2 separate regions of the Oryctolagus cuniculus genome follow, and region 2 is linked to region 1. The links are chromatin contacts, called in public Micro-C maps. All regions are on one chromosome and are shown on one strand. Each heading gives the region's core, a stretch centred on a gene start, on an enhancer-like site or on the middle of the called end of the contact. The rest is flanking DNA. Distances are from core to core; before and after follow the strand shown.

Region 1 (6,510 bases), core at 758-3,257:
GGAGTGAAGCAGTGGATGAAGACCTCTCTCTCTCTCTCTCTCTCTCTCTCTCTGCCTCTGCTTCTCTGTAACTCTGTCTTTCAAATAAATAATAAACAAATCTTTTAAAAATGCCAATCGGCATGCATTTAAAGCACTATCAGCAATGCCGTATTCACGTTAAGATACAAGAATGAACGAACGGCAGCCGCCTGCAGTGGTGCAGGGGAATCTCAGAGACGGACCTGGGGAGCGGAGCAGCTCCCAGCCAGAGCAGAACACCAAAGCAGGCGTGCCTGGGCACGGGGAGGCCTGGCCCTGGGCAGGCAGGGGGCCCTGGGCACGGGTCAGCGTGGCCCTGGGCAGGCAGGGGGCCCTGGGCACGGGTCAGCGTGGCCCTGGGCAGGCAGGGGGCCCTGGGCAGGCAGGGGGCCCTGGGCACGGGGTTGGAGTGGCCCTGGGCAGGCAGGGGGCCCTGGGCACAGGTCAGCGTGGCCCTGGGCAGGCAGGGGGCCCTGGGCACGGGGTTGGCATGGCTCTGGGCAGGCAGGGGGCCCTGGGCAGACAGGGGGCCCTGGGCATGGGGTCGGCGTGGCCCCGGGCAGGCAGGGGGCCCTGGGCAGGCAGGGGGCCCTGGGCACAGGTCAGCGTGGCCCTGGGCAGGCAGGGGGCCCTGGGCAGGCAGGGGGCCCTGGGCATGGGGATGGCATGGCCCTGGGCAGGGAGGGGGCCCCAGGCAGGCAAAGGGCCCTGGGCACGGGGTCAGCGTGGCCCTGGGCAGGCAAAGGGCCCTGGGCATGGGGTCAGCGTGGCCCCGGGCAGGCAGGGGCTGGAAGGAGATCCAGAGGACCCTGGGGACTGCCGGGGCTGTGTCTTGAGCCTGGAGCCACGTTCACAGGTGTTTTCAATTTGTGGAAAATTATTACGATGAGCTCTTAAGATTTGTTCACTTTCATGTAAATTACACTTGAGCGTTTCTTCTGAAAGAGGAGAAAGGAGCCCGGGAAGGTGTGCGGGATCAGCTCTGGGCTGCGGGTGCTGCTCACTTGCTGCGCCCGCGGGACTTCTGTCGTCCAGGGTTCCTTTGATTCCGCTGCCTCCGAGGCCAGCCTTGCAGCTCTCAGCACGCCACGGAGGGAGGGCGTGGGGGGAGAGGAGGGTCCTGTTCCCGGCAGGGTCTCCTAGCGACGCGGCTGCCCAGAACCCGGAGCCCAGATCAGCACCAGCTCCACGGCAGCAGGCAGCGCCGGCCGCGAACTCCACCAAGAGCCACTTGTTCCCGGGGAGGGAGCCAGCAGCTGGGTGCCCAGAGAGCCATCTGTGCCGTCCAGGCTCTGAGCTCATCATGAAGTTTAAGAAGACAAAGGCCAGGCTCGGTTCTACCCTCAAGGGGCGGAGCCTTGGCCTCCCTGTGTGAACCGGAAGGCGTCGGGAGGGCTGGGGTCAGTGGTTGTGCATCCAGCCTGAGCCTGGCTTGGCGAGCCATGGCCCAGCTCCACGTCACCGGGGGAGACAGGAGGCCCACGTGGACCAGGCGTGCTCTGAGGCTCATCGTCCGAGTCACGCTTCCGTCCACAACACGCCTCGCCCAGCTCGCGCTGTTGTCCCCGGGCCTTTGGTCTCAAGTATCGTCCAGCTGGCTCATACTGGCTCTCTTACCCTCGCACCCCGCAGAAGAAACACGGGGGTGCTTCGGCCATTCAGCCGCGGTGGGAGCGGGAGTCTGGTCCTACTCTGCCACTCCCCAGCGCTGCCCGGTGCCCGTGTCGGCCACTTCCCGCTCTTAGGACGGCAACGTGGCAGGGGCCGCCAAAGCAGCAGCTTCCTCCCTGCAGCCCTAACCCCTGTGGGCTGGCCCGGGCACTCTCTGATCGGCCAAGCCCCGCTCTCCTGCTCCACCCCTGTGCCTGGGGATGGGTTTGTCCAGTGCAGACCCACCTGGAGCTGGGAGCACCATGTGACACCAGTGGGGGCGCAGCCAGGTGGGAATTCACGCAGCACGGCTTTGGAGCTGGCACCCTTGAGAAGGAGAGGAGGGGGGACCACAAAGGGGCTCCCTCGAAAACCTTACTGGCCAGGCCCTCCGTGAGGTCGTGGGTGGAGACGTGGATGTGGGGAGGGGCTCTGGCCAGGCAGGAGGGGTGGGAGCAGTGAGCTGTGGCTGGGTGGCTACAGCCAGCGGCCCAGGAAGACTTTCTGGCCACGTCCACTCCTGCAAGCTGGGCCCTGCCAGTGTGCTCACAGTGGCAGCCGCCGCGGTCACGGGGCAGGAGTGCCTGGGGAGCTGCCCAGGGCGTCTGTCCTGGCTGCAGGGCTCAGCACCGCGCTCCTGCTTCCCGTCTCCCAGCCTGTGCGAGCCGTGGAGGCAGGGGCGGGTGGGCGGCGGGCGGGAGCGGGGCGCTCCGGGAAGCTGGGTCTTGTGCCGCCTGCCTCTGACTTCCCCCAGTGACCTCTTCTTTGAAAAGCAGTGGCCTCTCCAAGGTCTGGGAAAAACAGCCAAGAACAGCGCCGGGCACGCCCCCTTTTAGGAGTAGCTTTTCCTCCCTTTCATGTGGCAAAGCCGCCCTTGGAGGGCCCCCTTGTGTAAACCCTTTAATTGCATCGCTAATGCAAACCAGAGCAGGAATGCGCCAGCCAGGAACTCACTACCCTTCGCTGAGCGGACCTGGTGCCTCCCTTATCTCGTCTTGGATCAGCTGGGTGAGGGGCACCGCAGAAGAGATGGCACCTGGCAGGAATGATAATTAAACCTGACCTCCCAGGGGTCACCCGGGAACAGCTCTGGGGGGGCACCCCAGCAGGGGTCAGAGGAGGGGTCTTCCTGCAGCCTCCTCTCCCAGCACAGGTGAGGGCTACAGGGTCTCCTTGCTGAGAGGGGCCGCATAGGGGAGAGGCTGCGGGACCGACCCTGCAGTAGCGCAGCGTGGCGCCCTCCTGTCTCACAGGCACCTGCACCTGTCCGTCCGATGTCTGCGGCTGACACAGCGGGCAGGTGGGGCTCAGCTTTCTCCGCAAGCCCAGAAGAGGGCGGAGAGCAGGAGGCTTCCAGTGAGGACAGCAGCGCCCAGCAGCCCTCAGGACGTGCTGTCCCTGGGGCAGCTTCCGCCCGCGACGGAGCCACACTTGTGTCCTCTTCCAGCCCACAGAGGACTCGCTTCAATCCAGAGCTGCCCCACGGCAAGCTGCCCTGCTGGCCAGTCCTGCGCCCTCCTTTTCCCTTCACAGCCTTTGCCCTCGACGAGCCCGTAGCCCTCCTCCCAGGCTTCAGCCATTGCTTCTTGGAGGGAGCAACCCGCCCAGCGCAGCACAAATCCCGTCCTTCGGAGCCCTGCTGTGGCCAGCACCAGTCCCTGGGGCTGCCTGGCGGCCTCCACTCTGGAAGAACTGGGGTGTGAGGAGATCCGCAGGGGGGACACCCTAGGCCACGTGAGGAGTGGCAGGAATGACGCTTTTTTAAAAGATTCATTTATTTATTTGAAAGTCAGAGTTACACAGAGGGAAGGAGAGGCAGAGAGAGAGGTCTTCCATCCACTGGTTCACTTCCCAAATGGCTACAATGGACAGAGCTGCACCGATCTGAAGCCAGGAGCCAGGAGCTTCTTACGGGTCTCCCACATGGCTGCAGGGGCCCAAGGACTTGGGCCATCTTCTACTGCTTTCCCAGGTCACAGCAGAGAGCTGGATCGGAAGAGGAGCAGCCGGATCTTGAACCAGCACCCGTATGGGATGCCGACGCTTCAGGGCAGTGTGTTAACCTACTGCACCACAGCGCCGGCCCCAAGGAATGACTTCTTAGAACCAGCACTAACAGAACGTCCCTTCCAATTCTGGGGGCCATTGGCCAACGCGGAGAGACTCCGTCTCACTGGACAGGAGGCCACTCCGAGGACGTCCCTCTAAGGCAGGTGCATCTGGGAACGCCCCCATCACATCAGACCTGTGTTCCTGATGAGCCGTGCTCAGCACTTGTCATGAGTGGAGAACTTTTCAGAATGCTCGTAGCCCAGGAACAAAGCTGACGACCCCAGGCTGGGTCTAGGACAGGCCCCCAGGAACACACAAAGCTGACAACCCCAGGCTGGGTCCAGGACAGGCCCCCGGGACACATCCATCGCCCTGTTCTGTCCCATCTGGCGGCAAACAGTGAGGACAGGCAGGCGGCTGGGTGCACCTCCCTCTCAAGGCCCAGCAGCCGTGGTCTGGCTGATGACAGGCGGCCGTCTCTTGGGCCTTGGCCTTCAGGACAGAGCTGGGGTTACCTGCTTCCCCCGGAGCTCACTGTATCGGTGACCTGAGGCTGCGGCTTCCTCCAGACCGGCCTGAGCACATCCCTTGTTTGCCTGTTGCTGTAGAACAGAGCGTAGGGGCTGGTACTGTGGCACAGCAGGTTAAAGCCCTGGCCTGAAGCGCTGGAATCCCATATGGGCGCCGGTTCTAGTCCCGGCTGCTCCTCTTCTGATCCAGCTCTCTGCTGTGGCCTGGGGAAGCAGTAGAAGATGGCCAAGGTGCTTGGGCCCTGCACCCATTTGGAAGACCTGGAAGGAACTCCTGGCTTCGGATCGGTGCAGCTCTAGCCATTGCGGCCATCTGGGAAGTGACTCAGCAGATGGAAGACCTCTCTCTCTCTCTCTCTCTACCTCTCTCTGTAACTCTGTCTTTCAAATAAATAAAAATAAATTTTAAAAAAAGAACAGAGCGCAGGGCAGCACTTGAGCATGTGTGGAGGATTCAGTCGCTTCACAAAGCCGCTCCGTGGAATTGCAGAGTTTAGAATTTGAAAATTCAGTATATGAATACATTTAGACTTGGTTTCCCTAAACTTGACCTTGATTCTATCTCTACTCCTAACACCAAGCCTAACCCTCATGTGTGCCTCCTGCCCCTCCGCCCAGGGAAGAGTTTCTCTGTCTCTCTCTCTCTGTCTCTCTCTCTCTGTCCATGCACGGTTCTGTAGCGTGCCAAGGACCATTCACAACCTGGCACGCTACCACACGTCTCAAAACCAAAGCAAGAATGGCTTTGTTTTATTTTATAGAGGGCGGGGTACGGAAAGCCAGAAGGAAGCTGTGTTTTCTAGACAGCTTGTTTTACTTGGAAAGGAAAAGTGCCTTCTAACGGGCGTCCTTGAAGAGCATCCAAGCTGAGAGACGGCACAGGCGCGTGTAAGAGGGTCGACACTCCAGAAAGCAAAACTGGCAGCTTGTCTTCAGGAACCACGCCACTGCCACCATCACTAATTACGAAGGCTCGGAAGTCCCGGGGACCGCCCATGGCGTAGCCCAGGGAACAGGGTCAAATGGGTGCCTATGGCAAGGATCAGAACAGTGAAAGCAGATGATTATTTAAAAACAGCTCATGAAAGGATTTCAACAGACAAATACATAAAAACCAATGGCATGTCCATATATGTCCCATTCACAACCATACTGAACCTATCACCTACGGAGAAGTGAGTTTCAAAAAGTATGTAAAATTTAAATTAAACCACCAAGTTCCTAGAAGATCATAAAAGACAAGCGATTAGAGGGAAGGAAGAAATTTCTAGAAAAATGCAGATGAATAACCCAGATAGTCTTGTTCTGAATTTGGCAAAATAATATTGAAATTTATGTGAGAGAACGGTTGTCTTAAACCTCCAAAAGACAGCAGGAAAGCTAACATTACCAGAGAAGCTATCTGTAGTCCTAGCAGGTACTAAAATACATTTTAATAAGCAGCCTATGCATGAATCAAAACATCACACTGCTCTCCATAAACCTGTGCAACCATACGTCTCATTCAAACTAAAATCAAACTTCAAAAATTCCTTCAAATATGGGTTGAGAGGAGCACCAAACACTAGAAGCTTGGCTTATAGGCTGGCAGCGAGAGAGATGTCTTCACGCCTTGAGTTAAAGGGGGTCCTACACGGAATCCTGTTCCCTAGGAGGCACAAGCAACAGAGGAACAAGGAAAAGTAAAGCTAACGGAATAATATCCTTGATTTGCCCCGATGTGTGCAAACACAGCGTAACTTCAACATGTGGTCGATGAAATCATTACCAGACGCATCCTTTGTTCCAGCCGGCTCTGAGCTGGGATGCTCTGCCCTCCTGGTGTCCAGCATCTCTACGTGGCAGGGGATTTTGCACGCTGTAGAACAAGCAGCAGGGAAACAGACCCTCAGTGAGGGGGTGACGGAAACCACCCCCCTCACCACGGTACCAACCATCCCAGCTGAAGCCGCGGTTTTGAAAACCAGACAGCAGAGTAACCAGGGGGAAGCTGAGCGCTGCTGTGCTTGGCCAGCCCTGGGCAAAGGACAAGCCGGGCCCCAGAGGGAGGAGGAAGGCCGAGGCCGTGGGCACAGTGGAGAGAAACGGCCCGCTTCCCAGGGCGGGTCCTGGGCCGGCAGCCAGCGTCCAAGGCGCAGTCAGCTCAGTGCAGAGTGACCGGGCCGGCTGCCGGGGTCTGCGGTCCCGGCAGGGCGAGGCAGCACAGCCCAAGTTTCCAGGCACCGGTCCCAGTGGGAAGTCCACACGGGCGTTGACC
Region 2 (6,515 bases), core at 1,544-4,043, 310 kb before region 1:
GGAAGTGGAGCAGCAGGGACTCGAACTGATGCCCACTCGGGATGCTGGTGCTGCTCTTAGAGGCTTAGCCTACGGTGCCAGCCCCTTACATCTTCCCATCTCCATGTCCTTTATTTGTCTTGCTCTCCTCTGTGGTGCTGGCTGAGACCCCAAAGCAAAGCTGAAAGGAAGTGGAAAAGGGACATCCCTGCTTCGTCCTCGACGTCAGAAGTCAGGTGTTAACTTGTCACCACCGAGGACGAGGCTGGCTCTCAGCACTCAGACGCGGCCTACGCCAAACTCACAGACACCATGGATGGAGTCCAGGAAACAAGCCCATCGGTTTTCAACACACTGAGAGTTCTCATGCGTTGATTTCGAATTTCTGGGAGCATTTCCTTAAACTCAGCTCTTTCTGAATTCGGTGCTTGGGGTCTGCGTTTAGAGAATCCAGCTTCAGACACCCCCACCCGTGTTTTTCGGTGGCTTTTCCGTTTCCTTTTAAGAGCATTTGCTACCAGGCCGGGCAAGCGTGGGCTTGCGTGGGCCTCCACAGCGCTGCTCACTCCCTGCCCACCCCCTCGGGGCCGTGGTCCCCTCGGTTACAAAAGGGAGTCAGAAATACGCCTCGCGCGGCTGCTGGGAAGACGAAGTGAAAGACTGCGAAGCCCATACTTGCCGGACAGGTGGGAGAGCAGTGGACACTCCACGTGGCTCAGTAAGTGATGCCTGGCTAAGCTGCGCCCAGCTCGGACCGTCTGCTATAGCCCTTCCAGAAGACAGTGCGTGGTGTCCCTCCCCGGCGTCTGGCTGCGGACGGCGGTGGGAAGAGAATGAGGTGTTCTGGAACCTGAGAGGGACTTTGCACTCCGTCCTGACCTGCACCTGGGAGTACAGAAGGTTCTGTTATAACTGCTAGAGATAGGAACCTAATACACAAAGAGTCAAGCCGTCTGCTGGCTGTGTAGACTGATACCACGGAGTTCCCAGGCAGGTATGTCTGGCAGAGCCCAGCCAGGGCAGCCACTCCCTTTGAGAATGGGGCCTGTCGCTTTGTTTTTGAGATTTATTTATTCATTCGAAATGCAGAGAGGAGAGAGGGAGAGGGAGAGAGGGAGAGGGAGAGAGGGAGAGAGGGAGAGAGGGGGAGAGAGAGAGAGAGAGAGAGATCTTCCAACTGCTGGTTCACTCCCCAAACGCCTGCAACAGCTGGATCTGGGCCAGGCCAAAGCCAGGGGCTCCCTGTAGGTGGTGGGGGCCCAAGCACCTGAGCCGTCTGAGGTGCATTAGCGGGGAGCTGGGTGGGAAGAGGAGCAGCCAGGACCCCGCTATGGGGTGCAGGCATTGCGAGTGGCGGCTTCGCCCAGGGCTCCAACACCTGCACTCATAAGCACCTGCCTTTGCCTGAGGGCCCTTCCGGCACAGAAGGGGCTCCACACTACTATTCGGGGAATGTCCAGTCCCAGCCCAAACGACAGCTCCGGAGCCAGTCTGCAGTCACCGGCACTGGAGCTGTGCTGGGGTGGGGCTGGGGCTCTGCCCCCAGGGACGCAGCTCTTCTAAGCACTGTGGATTTCAGTCTTCTAAGCCTGCTAGCGCCACAGCTGCAGGCAGATCCTGCGGGGAGGGCACAGCCTGCTCATTCTGGCGTGAAATCCCAGGTGCAGATTACAGAGAATGAAGGGAAGGGGAGTGTCTGAAAGCCCCTCCCAACCCTTCTGGGCAGAGAACTGGGGGCTGGCAGAATGCCCCGGGGACTCGGAGTGCCGGGCGTGCTGGGGGCTCAGGGCACAGGCTTGCCTCCGCAGCGGGAGGCACCACTTTCCCCCAACAGGCCCCTAAAAGCAGGGGCATCCCGCAGAAAACTCGGAGGCTGCAGGCCCAGGGACAATGCACTCGTACTTTCTTACTGCTCCCTTGCCCCTAGGACAGGGGAAGGCCCGGGGGAACCCCGGCGCGGTGCGGCTCCACGGGCGAGCCCCGGACTGGCTCCGGCCAGCGCTTGCCGGCCCAGGCCCTCGGGAGGACCCCTGCAGCCCCGCCCCCGGCCGAGCGCGTCGGGCTGCAGGAGGGTTGTGGCCGCGGGGCGGAATCCTCCCGGCGCCGCGGTTGGATGCGGGCTGCCGCCTTGCGGCCGGTGCGCGCTCAGGCCCTGGGGGTTGGGTGCAATCCGGGCTGGGAGCCGAGCACTGGGTGGGGGCTGGGGGGCAGGTCCGTTCCGGGCTCTGGGGATCCCGCCGGGGGGCGTGGGCGCTCCCTCCTGCCCGCTCTGGGGCAACCCCCGCACCCGGGCTCAGAACGCGCGGGTGCCCAGGCGGCTTTCCTGGGCGCCAGAGTTTGGTCCAGGCGCCTCGGGGCCGGCGCCGCGTTGGAATTTCGCCCCAGGCTGCGGGCTGCGGGTTGCAGGGTCTGAGGGCGCCCTCCCCGGGGACAGGGACCCATCGGCTACACCCAGCTCAGACGCGCGGCAGCAGGAGACGGGAACGGGGCAGAAAGTCGGCGGGGGTGGGGGTCACTCGCTCCCTGGCGCGGGGAAAGGCGACCGCGCAGCCCCTCTGTCCCGGCCACGGCCCCCCGCGCGGCGCCCCCCCCCCCCCCGCCCCAGGGCCCCGGGAGCAGGTGCGCTCCTCCCTGCCCCGGCGGCGGCTCCGCCCTGGGCTGCCCTCGGTCACGAGAAAAATGCGAAGCTTTTGTCTAAACAAAATATTTCCTTTGTAAGTGCTCTCCCCACACCCAGGCCCTCCAGCCGCGGGAGACTTTGGCCTCGCGACCCCAGCCCCGGCATTTGGCAGCCTGCTGCTGCTGTCCATGCAAAAGGGAGAGCCGCAGGGCGCCTGGCTGCGGGGACCGCGTGCGTGGAGCGAGGCCGTGCGTCCCAAGTGCAGCTCCGTGTACGCGCCCCCTGCCCCGGCCCGCACGCAGCGCCGATAAGGATGTAGATCTCACTAAGGCTAATGCCAACAACCGCAGACGGGCTCGCTCCCGCGCGGGGAGGGCGCTATCGGGACGCGCCGAGCGGCCCCCCGGGGCGTGTCTGGCACCGGGCAGGCTCCCGGGGCATCGCCCTGCAGAGCTCTGGCCCTGACGTCCTTTACAAATGCAAGTGGTGGAAGGACGTGGACGTTGGCGGCTGCGTGCTCCACTCTGGGGTCAGGGTGCGGCGCCCTGGCCGAGCGAGCGAGCTCCGCTTTGGAGGCATTGGAGCCAAACCCGGCTTGTCCGTCAGCAGCGAGGTTCAGAAGTTCCCAGCCATCGCCGTCTCGGGCCGGCCAGGGGACTCCCGCGGTGCTAATGGGATTGCTAAAGATACACCTGAGGCCAGATCAATGGCTGATGGTTTTGCAAAGCACCAGGGTTTCTTTGCAGTATTTTTTTTTTTTTTTCTGCCATCTTTCCCCCCCTGGGGTCTGGACCTTGTGGCTTCATTAGGCTTTGCAAATGAGGGGAGGCTGGGGTTTCCCGAGAGCTTGCTTGTTCAGGAAACAGCAGGCTGGGGGAGGCTTACGGGAGAGGGAAGGGGGTGTGGAGGGGAGGGAGAGCGAGCGAGCGAGCGAGCCCTAGACCAGAGTTAGCAAGCTGCCACCTAGAGGCGCCCTTCCGCAGCGTATAAAACGCGAGTCCGCCGCAGAGAGCTCACAGTTGCAGGAAACCGCTCTGCGCAGAGGGAGCCAGCACACGGCGGAGCCCAGCCAGCCCGGAGGTGAGGAGGCCAGGCTCCCCGGGGCAGGAGGGGAGGCGGGCAGGGCTCCCGCTGCTGGGCCCGCCCAGAGGATTTCTCTGGCGCGGGTGGGCCGAGTGCCTGAGGGTCCACACGGCTGGCGCCTGGAAGCCCAGGCTGGCTGCTCATCGCATGCCTGCATGGCAAACTCTGCCGATGCGGGGTGGGGGTGCGCCCTGCAGCGCAGGAGCCAAGGGCTGTTCCTTCCGTCACTTGGGGACGGAAATTTGCGCGTGTGAGCGTGTGTTGGATCTAGGAGTGCGGAGTTTATGTGAGGCTGTGATAGTCACTCACCAGGGAGCACGGGAGCTTTGCAAAAATGCCCACCGTCCCCTCTGCCTGCCCCGAGCTGGCAAGGGGTTAGCTTGGCAACGCTGCTTCCCGGCTTCCTTGCGGGCCTGTCAGCTGGGAAGCAGACAGAACCGGGGGTAAATGCCCGCTTCTGAAAGGGCAGTGTGTTTTATCAGGAGCCACCCTGCCTTGCTGGGGAGGGTGCCGGGGGTCCCCCTGGAGATTACCAGCTCCGGTAAGCCCGGAAGCTGTAAATGTGAAGTTAAATACAGCCCCGTCTTCTTGCCTCTTGATTGCATCCTCGCTAATCTAATTTGAGTATTTATTGTTGTCTCAGAAAGTGTTAAGCCGAGCCAGCTTCAGCTGGAAGAATAAGAAGGGGGGGGGGCGCACAGCAAAGTCGGGTATTTTATAATTCAAATACGCTCTCTCCAGGTGGAGCACGTGTTTCCGTGGATTTGAGGGGCGACTGCGAGTGAGGACTTTGGAGTGAGATCAGGGATGGGTTGTTAGCCAAGGCTTGTAACTTCCAGGACAATGAGACGTTGTAAAAGTCAGACTGGCTGTCTCTCTCCCTAGCTCTCCTCTCTTCTTTCTTTCTCTCTCTCTCCTTTCTTTTCCTTTCCTTTCTATTCATTTGCTTAGAACAGGATCGATTCGTGTCTGCAGAGAGGGAGCGAGCCCCCTTGAATGGCTCGGGTCCTTTGAACGTATTTGGGGCAGTGAGGTCCCCTGAAACCTCAGCCTGCAGAGTCTCCGTGTGACAACTTTTTTCTTTTCTTTCAAAACACAGATGCTGCCTTTGTGTCCCTGTATTTATTCCAGGGAAATGTGGAGATCAAATGGGCGTGCTGGAAAGGAGAGTGGGGGCTGCGAGGGCTCTGCAGATTTTAAATGGATAAACTGCTTGTCTTTTCTTTCATCAGACTGTGAGCCCTCTGCAGATGCAAAGCCTCGCTCGGAGCAGAGCTGCACATGGGGCTCGCTTGGAAATGATTTGTGCTGTTTTCCCCGGTTTGTGCCGTAAACACTTGAATGTGCACACAGCAGCTGAGTGCAATGCCACAGCCTCCGGCCTCGGGGAGGCTGGGCCGGGCTGCACAGGACGGGGTGGAAACGCAAAGGAAAAGTGGAGGAATGGCTGCCCTTGGCTGTCCATCAGGTTTTTTTTTTTTTTTTTAAGGGCATGCGTTGTAGTCATAACTTTAAAAAGTTCCAAGGCTTGTGCTCAACAGGGAGCTGACTGGGGAGGTGCGTGAGTCGCCCTTGGAGAGGCCAGGAGGCCTGATGACTTCTAATCAGGCCCGGGAGAGGCCAAGGGCAGGCTTTCTGGGCGGAAAAAAAAATAAAATAACAAAAACCCTTACTTAATCAGGAACAGTGGCTTTTTGTGTGGTGGGTTCGGGCGGAGGGCCGCTGTTTTCCAGTGGGCGTGGGGGGAAGGTTGGTTGCAGTTACTTCAACATGGGGCTGCGGGGCGGCCACTTTGTAAACCGTGAGAGTGACCAGGAGTAAGAAACAGATCCCAGAGATTTCCCAACTTGAGATCGCTCTCCGCGATTCTGCAGGACGGGATGGAATCAGGGGCCGGAGGCGTGTGTGCTTAAAACTAGACAAGCGGGAAGCTGCATTTTGCCATTAGGACCAGGAAACGTGTACAAATGCCTTCTAATTGGGTTGCGTGCGTTCAGCCGTAATTTAGAAAGAATTCAGTCTGTGTGTGTCAGCTACTTTTAAGTCCAGAAAAGCCAAGGAGCAGGCAGCTCCAGGAGCCGTATTTTCTGTTACAATGAAAACCAGCAGGGTGCAACAAGACAGGTCGGGAAGGAGGTGGGGTCCCGTCCCTGATGTTGAATTTTTGGTGCTTTTCTGCCAGGAGACTTTGGTCTCCAAGCAGCCACTCACTTAGAGTAGAAGAAAATCCCTTGTTGCCTTGTGGCTGTGGTGGCTGTGGACTTGCCTCTGTCTATGGGGACTGCTTTCCAGAGCCGCAAGTGGGTCTGCACACAGTCAGTGCTGGGTTCCAGGTGGACAAGGGGCTAAGGAGTGGCCTTGAGCTGCTGCTGGCCCAGGGACGGACACAGGGGCCCCCGGTGGGCAGTGCGGGGTCTCTGCGTGTTGAGGGCTGTGTGGCCGCACTGTCAGCATCTTCTGCTGTTCCCATGGTGACCGACAGCTCTGCAGGTGTCCGGCCTGGCTTTCCCAGGAGCAGCCTGGCTGTGCAGTGTCCTGGGCATCCCCCTGCGCCAAGCGGGGAGCCCTGGGTGGAGGATTCTCCCAGCCTGCTGCCTGTCCGGGTCCTAGGCTGCGTGGGAGTCGGGTCTGAGTGCCCCGGGCCAGCCCTGACCCCACCCTGGCCAGGTGGGGCCCCTGGATCTGCTCCTGCCGCCACAGCCTTGCTCTTCCCGGCTCGGCGGACCCAGTGGGGTTTCTGGGTGTGGGACTTGTTTTTCTTCCCCACACACTTGCCAGTGGATAAGGCTGCCGCCCTCAAGTGTCAGCCCGAAGCGGCTCTAGGGCTTCTGGG

What was found. A called contact is a pair of places that touch in the nucleus more often than the background predicts.
Region 2: a Micro-C map of ear pinna shows a contact between it and region 1, with 1.7 times the contacts expected there. The contact joins the promoter of ACKR3 here to the enhancer-like site in region 1. A contact is called at or near these places in 2 of 6 Hi-C or Micro-C datasets (ear pinna and an unstated tissue).

The regions. Positions count from the first base shown.
Region 1 is chr3:3,184,003-3,190,512 of mOryCun1.1, reverse strand. It overlaps LOC138849100 (a long non-coding RNA gene), which reads right to left and starts at 6,351. Exons shown (of 2, transcript XR_011387524.1): 1 at 6,022-6,351; 2 at 4,981-5,283. Within about 2 kb of position 2,007, at least 1 of the 8 cell types and tissues checked has an H3K27ac peak or open chromatin away from gene starts, as enhancers often do. A contact at or near this core is called in ear pinna, where this site is marked.
Region 2 is chr3:3,497,942-3,504,456 of mOryCun1.1, reverse strand. It overlaps ACKR3 (atypical chemokine receptor 3), which reads left to right and starts at 2,793. Exons shown (of 2, transcript XM_002723240.5): 1 at 2,793-3,679.